3 separate regions of the Callithrix jacchus genome follow, and regions 1 and 2 are each linked to region 3. The links are chromatin contacts, called in public Hi-C maps. All regions are on one chromosome and are shown on one strand. The core of a region is the stretch at or near the end of the contact, and the rest is flanking DNA. Distances in the headings are between cores, read along the strand shown.

Region 1 (3,273 bases), core at 202-2,701, 630 kb before region 3:
CTGCCTTCCCTCTAAGTATGCTTTCTGAAGAAGCTGGGGGGCGGGGGGGCAGAGGGAGTTAAGAGTCTGTGTCCTGAGGTATCTGCTCTGGGCAGGGACAGCGGGCACCTCAGGCAGGTGGGTGATCTTTAGCACAGGTGCCGGGGTGTTGCCTGTTCCTCCTGTGTTAGCCCTGTGAAGTTCACTCAGGAATTTTTTTTTCCTATTCAGTTTAAGAAATAATCCTAATGGTTTTTCCTTATTACCTAAGCAGTATATTTTTATTATAGCAACCTCAGAAAAGAAAAATAAAGGCATAATTTTAAAAACGCACTCATAGTCTCAGTTACCCAGACCACACCTCTGTTGTCACCTTGGAGTGTCTTTAGTCCTTTTACTATGTGTATGTGTATAGCTGTACATAGAAATAAATATATTCTAGCTAAATTGGATCATAAATGCATTTTTTAAAAGTCACCTTTTTTCCTGTGTAATATTTAACTAACTTTGGGTCAGTGAAAACATTCGACATGTATTTTTTATCGGATGCATGGTAGTCCATTGAGTAGATAACATTGTTTTATTTAATAAGTACCCCATGGTTAGACATAGGTATCTTTCCAAATTCCCTTTTATAGGTGGTGCTTGCAGCTGAACTATTTCCAGAAGATGAATTCTCATGACTTGTATTATTTGTCAAAAAACCACATAATTTTTAAAGGATTTATATAAATATTGCCAAATTGCCCCCTAGAATGTGTACTAATTTATTTTCCCACCAATGAGTCAACTTTAATATTATTGAGTTTTGTTTGTTTCTTTGTGCTTCCTTGATAGGAGAGAGATATTTTGTTTTGAATTTCTTTAATTACTAAGGGATTATACATTTTTCATATTTACTATTTTTATTTCTTATATAAATTATGTTTATATAATTATCTTCGTAATAGCACATTTCTCAATTGGGATATTTACTATTTTTCTTCTTCACTATCTTTGTAGGATTCATGTTGGAATTCCCTTCTTAATTAGTCGAAAATGTAGACTTTTAAAATTATTTGAAGGATCATCCTTAAGCGAAGCCTTTTTTTTTTTTACACTATGTTTTCAAGCAGATGTGATTGGAGCAGACAATATAAAATGAATGTTTTTGATACCTAAGAGAAATCACCTGTGTTTGAAGCCCCACATTTGATTTTATTTCCTGTGCTATCTTGTGGGGCTGGGGGACAGTCCTGCCTTACACACTGTGCATTTCATCTGTTCCCTTCCCTTCCTCATCTAGACTGTGCGTGCGGACCCAGAAGTGGGTTCGGCTGGTCTGGCATCCTTTCACTTAACGCTTTGGGTTGTTTCTGTGGTTAAACTCCCTGCAGGAGCCTCTAAGAGAGGCCGGTGGCGCTGTTTCTTGTTCACAATTGGAGGTGGGTGTTGGTGTGAGCGGGTGACCTTTCAAGGACAGGAGCTGTAAACAAGCGGGAGCTAAAATCAAGGTCTTAGGTTTGCCCCTGCTTCAAGTGCCCAGACCGGAAGCTCACTGTCTCTGAGGCCCTCAGGGAGCTGTGGCTAGTTTTTCTTGTGCTGGAAGTTCCCGAAGGCCAGAGGTGAGGGGACAATCCTTTCCCCCTGCCTTGGGAATGCTGGGGGAGCTGACAAACATGGAGCAGTTCCTCAGGCATCCTGGTGGTGGCACTGCAGCGCCTTTAGAAGGGAGTTGGCAACGGGCTGCCAGGCAGTCAGCCTTGAAGGAAGGGAAGGAGGAAGAGAAGGCTGGGACTCCATGTCCTCCCTGCACAGCTCTGAAGGGCTCTCTGCTGTGTTCCCATTTCTGGGGAAGCGGTCACCGGTTCCTCACAATCATTTCTATTTGAACTCTAAATGCTCCTCAGCAAAGAATTTGTTTTAACTCCATTTTGCTGATTCATCGAGTAGAAGAAACATTTTTCCGACTGGCAAATATGGAGGCTCTGTTGTTCATTTTTATCTCATTAGAATAGCCTTCACAGGCAAAGAGATTAGGCCCAGCTGGCTCTCCACATGTCAGAGTTGAGGACTCAGCTGGGGGGATGGTGAAATGCTGGGCTTCAGAGAGCCTGTGCCCCCGAGACTTGCTGTGACTCCAAACCCCTTGTCACCTGACAGAGATGCATGCATCATCTGTCTGTACCAGGCACGGAGACATGGCCCTAGTCCTCAGGGAGCTTTCTTGCAGGGGACATTGCCAACGAGCCAGAAAACAAAGAGGCCAGAGGGTGGTCATGGGGTTGGCAGCAAAGCAGACAAGTTCGGCAGCTGGAGAAAGAGGTGGTATTAGAGCTAAGACGTTCCTGGGCGGTGAGAGGCGCCCCTGGAAGGGCCTGGGGTGCTGATTCTTAATGCCTGCCCTGAATCCATGTGGCAGCCTGGTTTTGGCTGAGAGCAGACACCTGAAGGGAGGGGTGGGTATAAGGGGAGTTGGATGAGAGAAGACTCAGTGGGGTGACTCTGCCTGGGATGTTGCCTTTGGTGGTCCTGGACAGTAGTACATCAGGGGCCCCCCAACAGGGCACAGACAGCGCACAGCCGCTTCCTGACCTTGCCCTTGACCACTGCTTGGGGACCACAGTGTGTGGGTCTCCTTCCCAGCCTGTCTTCTGCAGCTCCCCAGACTCGGCCTCCTCCAGTGGCTATGGAAACTACCCAATGTTAAGGAGTGATGTGAAGGCTCCAGAAAAGACTGCAAGGAGGGGGTGTGTACTTGAAGGGATTTGAGTGGAGGTTTTTTTTTTTTTTCCCTGGTTTCTCTTTTTTATTTTTCTTTGGAGACAGGGTCTCGCTCTATTGCCTAGGCTGGAGTGCAGTGGTGCAGTCCTAGCTCACTGCAGCCTCTAAGTCCTGGGCTCAAGTGATCCTCTTGCTTCAGCTTCCCGAGTAGTTGGGACTAGAGGTGCACACCACCACAACCAGCTAATTTTGAAGTTTTTAGCAGAGACAGTCTTACTATGTTGCCCAGGCTGGTCTGGGACTCCTGGCCTCAAGTAGTCCTCCCTTCCTTGGCCTCCCAAAGTGCTGGGATTACAGGCATTCCTGACCACACCCGGCCCTGGTTTCTCATAACTCATAGAGGTTACTTTGATGTATTGCCAGCATGCCAGGCTATAACCTAAATTCTTTTGTCTAATAAGCTCACACATTTCTGCTGTATATGTCTCATAAAAGCCACTGGAGAGGAAGCGGTGTCATTTTTGATTCCTCGATCCCCTGTGCAGCTTCTCAGTGCTCTCCTTTTTTTTTTTTTCATTTTACTTTGTCGTT
Region 2 (3,321 bases), core at 9-2,508, 540 kb before region 3:
GAAAGATGTGTGTGGGAGCTGTGGTCAGAATGTTTGTGACTGCCCCAAATTCATATGTTGAAATCCTTATCCTCACAGTGATGGTATTAGGAGGTGGGGCCTCTGGGAGGTGATAGGTCACCAAGGTAGAGCCTAATGAGTGGGATTAGTGCCTTCACAAAAGAGACCCAGGAAGGTGCTATCAGTACACTGGGAAGAAAGCCCTCACCAGACACGGAATCTGCAGGCACCTTGATCTTGGACTTCCCAGCCTCCAGAACTGCAAGAATAAATTTCCATTGTTTACAAGCCACCCAGTCCACAGTATTTTGTTACAAAGGAACTTAGACAGTAGGGTGGACTTCAGACTTCTCCCAGTGGGCTGGAGCTCCTGGGAATATTTGCATACACTGCTTAAGCTCTTCCTGCTGGAGAGGGCCCACTCAATTTTTCCATCCAAAAACTGGGGAATGGTGGAAGCCTCTAGGCTGCGAGTGCAGAACACTGGGTGGCAGACGGGCATTGCAGATGATCCCTCTGCAAAGAACCTGACACCCTTCAGACAAACCTCTTACGATAGCCTCCAGCACTGAATGTGCTGTCTGTGCCTGGCAGTGGCAGGGGCTGGATCGGATGGCAGTGACCTGGGTGAAGGATAAACAGAATCTGCTGGGAGCAGTGGTGCATGCCTGGAGTCCAAGCTACTCAGGAGGCTGAGGTGTGAGGATTTCTTGAGTCCGGGAATTGGAGGCTGCAGACTGGGCAACACAGTTAGACCTCAGCTCTAAAAAAATTAAAATAAATGAATGAATTTTAAAAACTAGAATCCACCCACTAGACCAGCATCCAAATGCTGTTGTTTTACTTTTGTCTATGACCAAGATTTATAAGTTTACAACACATTAAAGGATGCAGAACCACCTGTGTGTAAGGGACTTCTGCAGGCCCCTTCTCCAGGGCCCTGCTTGCCTAGACATGGTACACATGTCCCATGAAGGAAGTGATGGTCCCACTATAGAGGTTTGTTATCAAGACAGGAGGTAGGAAGGGAAAACAGCTCCTTAAGGACAGCAGAAACTTCCATGAGCCCATGATGCAGGATGTTCAACCTTAAAGGAGACTGAAGATTAAGATGGCCCACTCCCTTCATCTTCAGATGAGAAACCGAGGCCTTGCTAGGCTAAATGAACCGCTCACAGATGCTGGATTCCAGGCGCTGGGACTGCAACTGCCAGGCCTCCCTGTCCTGCCCTGCTCGTCGATGGTCACCATGCTTGTGTATCTCTGGGGACTAAACTCTGGAGTTCCGTTCTGCCCCTAACTAGAAGTGAATTCCACCTTGTCAGTTCTCATCAATGCTGACTTTATTATCAGCAACTCAGCAATAATCTCTGGGAAGCAACCCCCGGCAGAAATAGAAAACGCATGTACTAATGACTTGGCCAGCACCACAGTGGTACCTAAATGCTAAGTATGAATTATTAATTTGATGTCTTTGGTGGCAGGCCATGCACTCTGTGAGGTGCCAGAGTCATTGCTTCGAGAGGAGCTCTTAAACTGAGCTTGCAGCTGCGTGGAATCCGGCAGGCTCCATCTGGCAGCCCCTGGGGCCGCAGCCTTGCTGCCAGGAGGGATTTGTGAGTGCTACATGTTGTCTTGGCTCCCCTTCCTCCAGCAGGCACATTGGCATGTGCTTTGCGCACCAGACAAGCCACCAGGTGGCTCCCGATGTCCCTCCTGGGCGCTCACAGCAACAGGTGGCTGCACACAGAGGAAGCTGAATTACTCCATTGGGACCATGACTTGGCTGCCCACAGGATGTTTAGACGCCTGTTGTCCAGGCTTTTTTTTGTCCTGCCACACGGGATTTTACTCATTCGTTAAAAGAGAAATCCTAGTTTGCCTCCCATATTTAATGACTCAGTGCTAAAGAAAAAGACATCAGAAACTTCTGGACCCTTTATTCATTCTTATGACTAAATCCCTCTGTGCACATGGGCCTGTCTCTGAATTTCTTTTACACAATGGAGACTTGGTAGCTGATCTAGCTGGCGGGTGTTCTGGGAAGGTACATTTCAGAGCGACTCTTGCTGTGAGGATTCCCTGAGTGTCTTCAGATATTTACTGGGTGCCTCTAGGTTAAGAAGCTCTGCCCTGAGCAGCTTATGCTCCAAGGATGTGTGCTGAGCCAGGAGCCAGTAACGCCACACAGGCAAGGCATGAGCACTGCTCAGAGACAGGAAGGGGGCTGATCCCACCCCAGATTGTGAGCAACGAGGAGGTCCCCCACAGAGAGATGACTGGGCTCTCCCTTACGGCATGGATCAGAGTCTGACAAATGGGAGTGTCAGAAAGAGGGCATCTGAGAAAGAAGGAGCCCAGAGAGTGAATCAGTTGAGGTTCTCTAGAAAACAACCAATAGGTAGTGTGCATGCCGAGGTAGGTGGGTGAGATTGGTTTTAGGAATTGGATCATGAGATTATCGAGGTTGGCAAGGTCCAAATTTCCAGAGCAGGCGGGAGACTAGAGACCAAAGAAGAGTTATGTTTCCGTCTGAAGGTCATCAGCTGGCAGAATTCCCTTCCCTTGGGAGAGGTCTGTTGTTTTCTTAAGGCCTTCAACCAACTGGATGAAGCCCACCTACATTATGGAGGATAATCTGCTTTACTCAAAATCCACTGATTTAAATATTATCTCATCTAAAAGATACCTTCACAGCAAGATCCAGAATAATGTTTGACCAAACAGCTGGGCACCACAGCCTAGCCAAGTTGACATATGAAATTAGCCATCACAGCTGGGTGCAGTGGCTTGTGCCTGTGATCCCGGAGGCTCCAGAGGCCAAGGCAGGGGGATTGCTCGAGGCCAGGAGTTCAAGAGCAGTCTGGGCCACATAGGGAGATCCTATGACATTCAGCTTGGTACTGGCTGAAAGATGTGCTGGGAGCTTGCCTTTGGAAGAAAGCAGCAAGGAACCTTCTGCACTAACCATGGAATGAGGGCTGGAAAGACTGACGAGGCCAGTGTGGGCAGGTCCTCTACCTCAGGAAGGGGCAGGTAATCCCAACCAAGTCAAAGCTGGCATAGAAAATTCAAGTATGCATCCTGGCCAACAAGGTGAAACCCCGTCTCTACTAAAAAATACAAAAATTAGCCGGGTGTGGTGGGACGTGCCTGTAGTCCCAGCTACTTGGGAGGCTGAGGCAGGAGAATTGCTTGAACCCAGGAGGCGGAGGATGCAGTGAGCTGAGATTATGCCACTGCACTCCAGCCTGGCACCTGGCAACAGAGCAAGACTCTGTCTCAAAAAAAAAAAAGGAAAAGAAAATTCAAGTATGATGA
Region 3 (3,461 bases), core at 98-2,597:
CCTGAGGGCTGCTGCACCCAGGGAGACACTGGAACCAGATGCATTTCAACGAGTCACTCCAAAAACCGCATCACTCAGGCAAGGTTCAGGTCCCTGGACATTCTCTCAATCTGTCCTACATGCCATTTTGTCCTCCTGGATGGAGAAGGACAACTCCATTCCTCAATCAACTCTATTCCTCCAGAGAGGAGGAGTGGCTCAGCTGTTTTTTCCCATCATGTATCAGACAGCGGGTGGCTGCCATTTTAGAAACAGCGCTAAAATGGTGCAATTATTCTGTAATTACTTGGGAATGCAACGCCACCCACTGCCTATCAGGGCAGCATCTCTTCCTGCTCATTTGGAACGACACATGACATAAACTAGAAGAGGAAAACCCACCAGGCTGGAAGACAGGCCTGCTAGTGTCCTCAATGAAACAGGCACCTCAAAGACAAAGGCACTCATACAACTGCAGCATCAACACATATTTCTATTAGCCGAAGTGCAACAAAGTTTCTTCCATCAACTGCCCAGTGGTTTGAGACACCAAGAATAGTTAGTATCATATACACCAGATTACATAACACAGAAGTCAAGTCTTAAAAAGAGTAGCCAGTATTTTTGTTCCTTGACCTTGTTTTTTTTTCCTGGTACAGGATCTGGCTCTGTCACTCAGGCCGGAGTGCAGCGGCACAGTCTCAGCTCACTGCAAACTCCACCTCCCAGGCTCAAGAGAGCCTCCCATTTCAGCCTCCCGAGTAGCTGGGACTATAGGCATGTGCCCCTAAGTCTGACTAATTCTTGTATTTGTTTGTAGAAATGGGGTTTCGCCGTGTTGCCAATGCTGTCTCAAACTCCTGGACTCAAGTGACCCACCTGCCTCAGCCTCCAAAAGTGCTGGGATTACAGGCGTGAGCCACCGTGCCCGGCCTGTTCCGTGGGCTAAGGGAATTCACGTATTAACAGAGAATCAACATCTAAATAGACCTTTATTTTTATTTTACTTGTTTGGACAGAAAAGAAACTTCATCGGCTTTCATTAGCGTCTCCTTAAGTGGTGGAAACACGTTAAACTCAGAAAGAGTGGACCTTGTAGAAAAGCATCACAAATTAAAAATATATTTCTCCATGTGGCAAAAGTGCTTTCACTCCAATTAGGGCACGGCAAGGGTGTTTGGAAACACGATCTAGAATTTGGCCTGCATCCGTGGCCTGCAATCCGTGGCATTGAATTCCAACCACAGGGCAGGGGAGTCACCGTGACATAGAGCACAGGAACGACGTGGGGCCTGGAGCATGCGGACAGCAATACTCGCGATAACTGAGTGAGGACAAGGACAGAGTCCCAAAGCCTGAGTAGAATAGATTCTGCGTTTGTAAAAAATGAGGTGGTTACATAAACTGGGTTGAAGGGGGACCGAGTCATCCCAGAAATTCCGTTTCTGGTCTGTGAGGACTGTCAGACCCGCCGACCACTCTGGTGCCGAGGCCTCCCTGGAGATGCATAAACCTGGGTTGCGAAAGAGCCCAGATCAGCCGGGGGGACCTGTGAGCTCACTGCCAGTGCTGGGCACGCAGCCTTTCCAGTCCTGTGGCGAGCAGCCACCTCCGGCCCTCATGGTGTCAAATCACATCTGACCAGGGTTGCCAACACGGTCCTGTGTTGGGGTTTTTCCAAGGCCGGCCCTACTGTTCTGAGGGGCCACTCTGAGAAGGCAAACGCTGCCAGGGTCACCCGCTACACACGGAGGAAAGACAATGAGCAAATGGCCGTCGTAGAGAAGTCAGCTGTGTGTTTCAGCAACAGACAAGTAATTCTGCCAGTGATGACATGTGCGATAAAGCTTAGGGCCCACGGGCTCCCTGTGGGCCTCGTGAGGAGCAACCACATCTGTTCTGGAAGCCAGTGGCCCTTCCCGGCCCTGCCACAGGCCAGAACAGAACTGTGATCATGCAAGGAACCGTGACTGGGGCCGGGGTCAGTGTGGGGGGTGGAAAGGAGGGAACGTCTGCCTTTTACATTAGATCTGAAGCAACAGTAAGAAAATAACCTGAAGATATTTTAAAAAATAAAAAATAGCATCACCTTTCACTGCAATTTTTTGGCATTTCCCTTTCGCCCCTGCCCACCAGCTCAGCAGAGGAAATGAGCAGGAATGCCTCATCTTTCAGAATGGGCACCCACTCCCCATCTCACTCCTGCACACCCAGGATGTATGTCTTCTAAGAGACTCATTCAAAGGTGCTCGCATGAGGAAAATGCTGGAAAACCCTCCGGCCTTCCCCCATACCCGAACCGTTGTAACCATGCAGGGTGTCTTTGCTTCCTTCAAGCCACGGACTTGAACCATGTCCAAGGTTACTGTAGATCTTCAGGAAGCAGGCATATCTCTTAGAGCATGCTCCAGCTCATCCTATCACAGGGGACAATCGCCAGTCCATGTGACCTCGCAAGCTCCACGGATGTCATGAGAGAATCTGCCCTTGAGAACACAGGTGCAGGTGCTCACCACACCGGGGGCACTCTTTTCCGAGGGAGGACATGCTTTTCTTGGAATGCAAACGAGGACAGCAACCGTCCTCTGACCCAGTCCATCCTGTCCCTCCAGAGGCCCTGCACATCCCTCCCAGGCAGCAAGCCACGCAGCAGGGCGTCTCCGGGTCTCTGATGGGCAGATCTGAATGGCAGGCTCTCCTCCTCTCACCCCTCCCCTGACCAAGTCCTGCCCTCCCAGCATCAGTGGGTTGGAGAGGCATCCTCCAAGCCCAGCAGCTCTCTGACGAGTCTCTCCCCAAACTGCGCCCGGCTGTACCTCTTCACGTGGTAGGCATCTGACATTTTGTACAGGATGTAGGCATTGTTGATGGCGATGCTGATGGCAAACCAGAACACCTGCTGCCAGGTCTTGTTTGGTTTATGAGAGATGAAATACCTAAGGACACAGGGAGTAACAACAGATGACACGATGCTTCGTGGCACTCAGCAAATGCATCCCAAAGGCCTCCCTGGCCCATGAGATGCTGCAGGCTCAACCCCTGGCACATGAGATGCTACAGGCTCACCCCCTGGCCCATGAGATGCTGTGGGCTCACCCCCTGGCCCATGAGATGCTGCAGGCTCACCCCCCGACAAGAGGCAGGAGGGCTGCGGGGGCAGGAGCCAGGCTTGGGATGTTAGGTGAGCTCTAGCTGGGGGCTTTGTCACAGTGAACTTCATTTAAGACCAAGGAAGTAAAAACATCAGGATTGCTGGAGGAGACCCTGAATCCCAGGTGCCAGGTGTGCTGGGGTGGTGTGTAGCCCTAGAGTGACAGACGCCTCCAGCCCCTCCAGCTTCCCTGCTTGCTGAATGCCCCTCACAGGCTGTGTTGTGTATGTGCTGTGCAGCGGATGCTCCCCCAAGGCCAAGCTCTTCCTCAGCTCCAGGCCCCTGCAAGGGATTCCCCTGTTCCTGAGTGTATCTTTGCCATCCCTGCCGA

The links. A called contact is a pair of places that touch in the nucleus more often than the background predicts.
Region 1: a Hi-C map of skeletal muscle shows a contact between it and region 3, with 4 times the contacts expected there. The contact joins two enhancer-like sites. A contact is called at or near these places in 2 of 3 Hi-C or Micro-C datasets (both in skeletal muscle).
Region 2: a contact with region 3 is called in a Hi-C map of skeletal muscle, with 4 times the contacts expected there. The contact joins two enhancer-like sites. A contact is called at or near these places in 2 of 3 Hi-C or Micro-C datasets (both in skeletal muscle).

The regions. Positions count from the first base shown.
Region 1 is chr19:20,902,254-20,905,526 of calJac240_pri, reverse strand. It overlaps URB2 (URB2 ribosome biogenesis homolog), which reads left to right. Exons shown (of 11, transcript XR_013529764.1): 11 at 1-426. Among named protein-coding and RNA genes, the nearest start is that of URB2, 36 kb to the left of the region's middle. Within about 2 kb of position 1,451, at least 9 of the 16 cell types and tissues checked have an H3K27ac peak or open chromatin away from gene starts, as enhancers often do. A contact at or near this core is called in skeletal muscle, where this site is marked.
Region 2 is chr19:20,804,663-20,807,983 of calJac240_pri, reverse strand. No RefSeq gene overlaps it. Among named protein-coding and RNA genes, the nearest start is that of URB2, 130 kb to the left of the region's middle. Within about 2 kb of position 1,258, at least 2 of the 16 cell types and tissues checked have an H3K27ac peak or open chromatin away from gene starts, as enhancers often do. A contact at or near this core is called in skeletal muscle, where this site is marked.
Region 3 is chr19:20,268,212-20,271,672 of calJac240_pri, reverse strand. It overlaps PGBD5 (piggyBac transposable element derived 5), which reads right to left. Exons shown (of 8, transcript XM_078356669.1): 7 at 2,796-2,915. Among named protein-coding and RNA genes, the nearest start is that of PGBD5, 92 kb to the right of the region's middle. Within about 2 kb of position 1,347, at least 2 of the 16 cell types and tissues checked have an H3K27ac peak or open chromatin away from gene starts, as enhancers often do. A contact at or near this core is called in skeletal muscle, where this site is marked.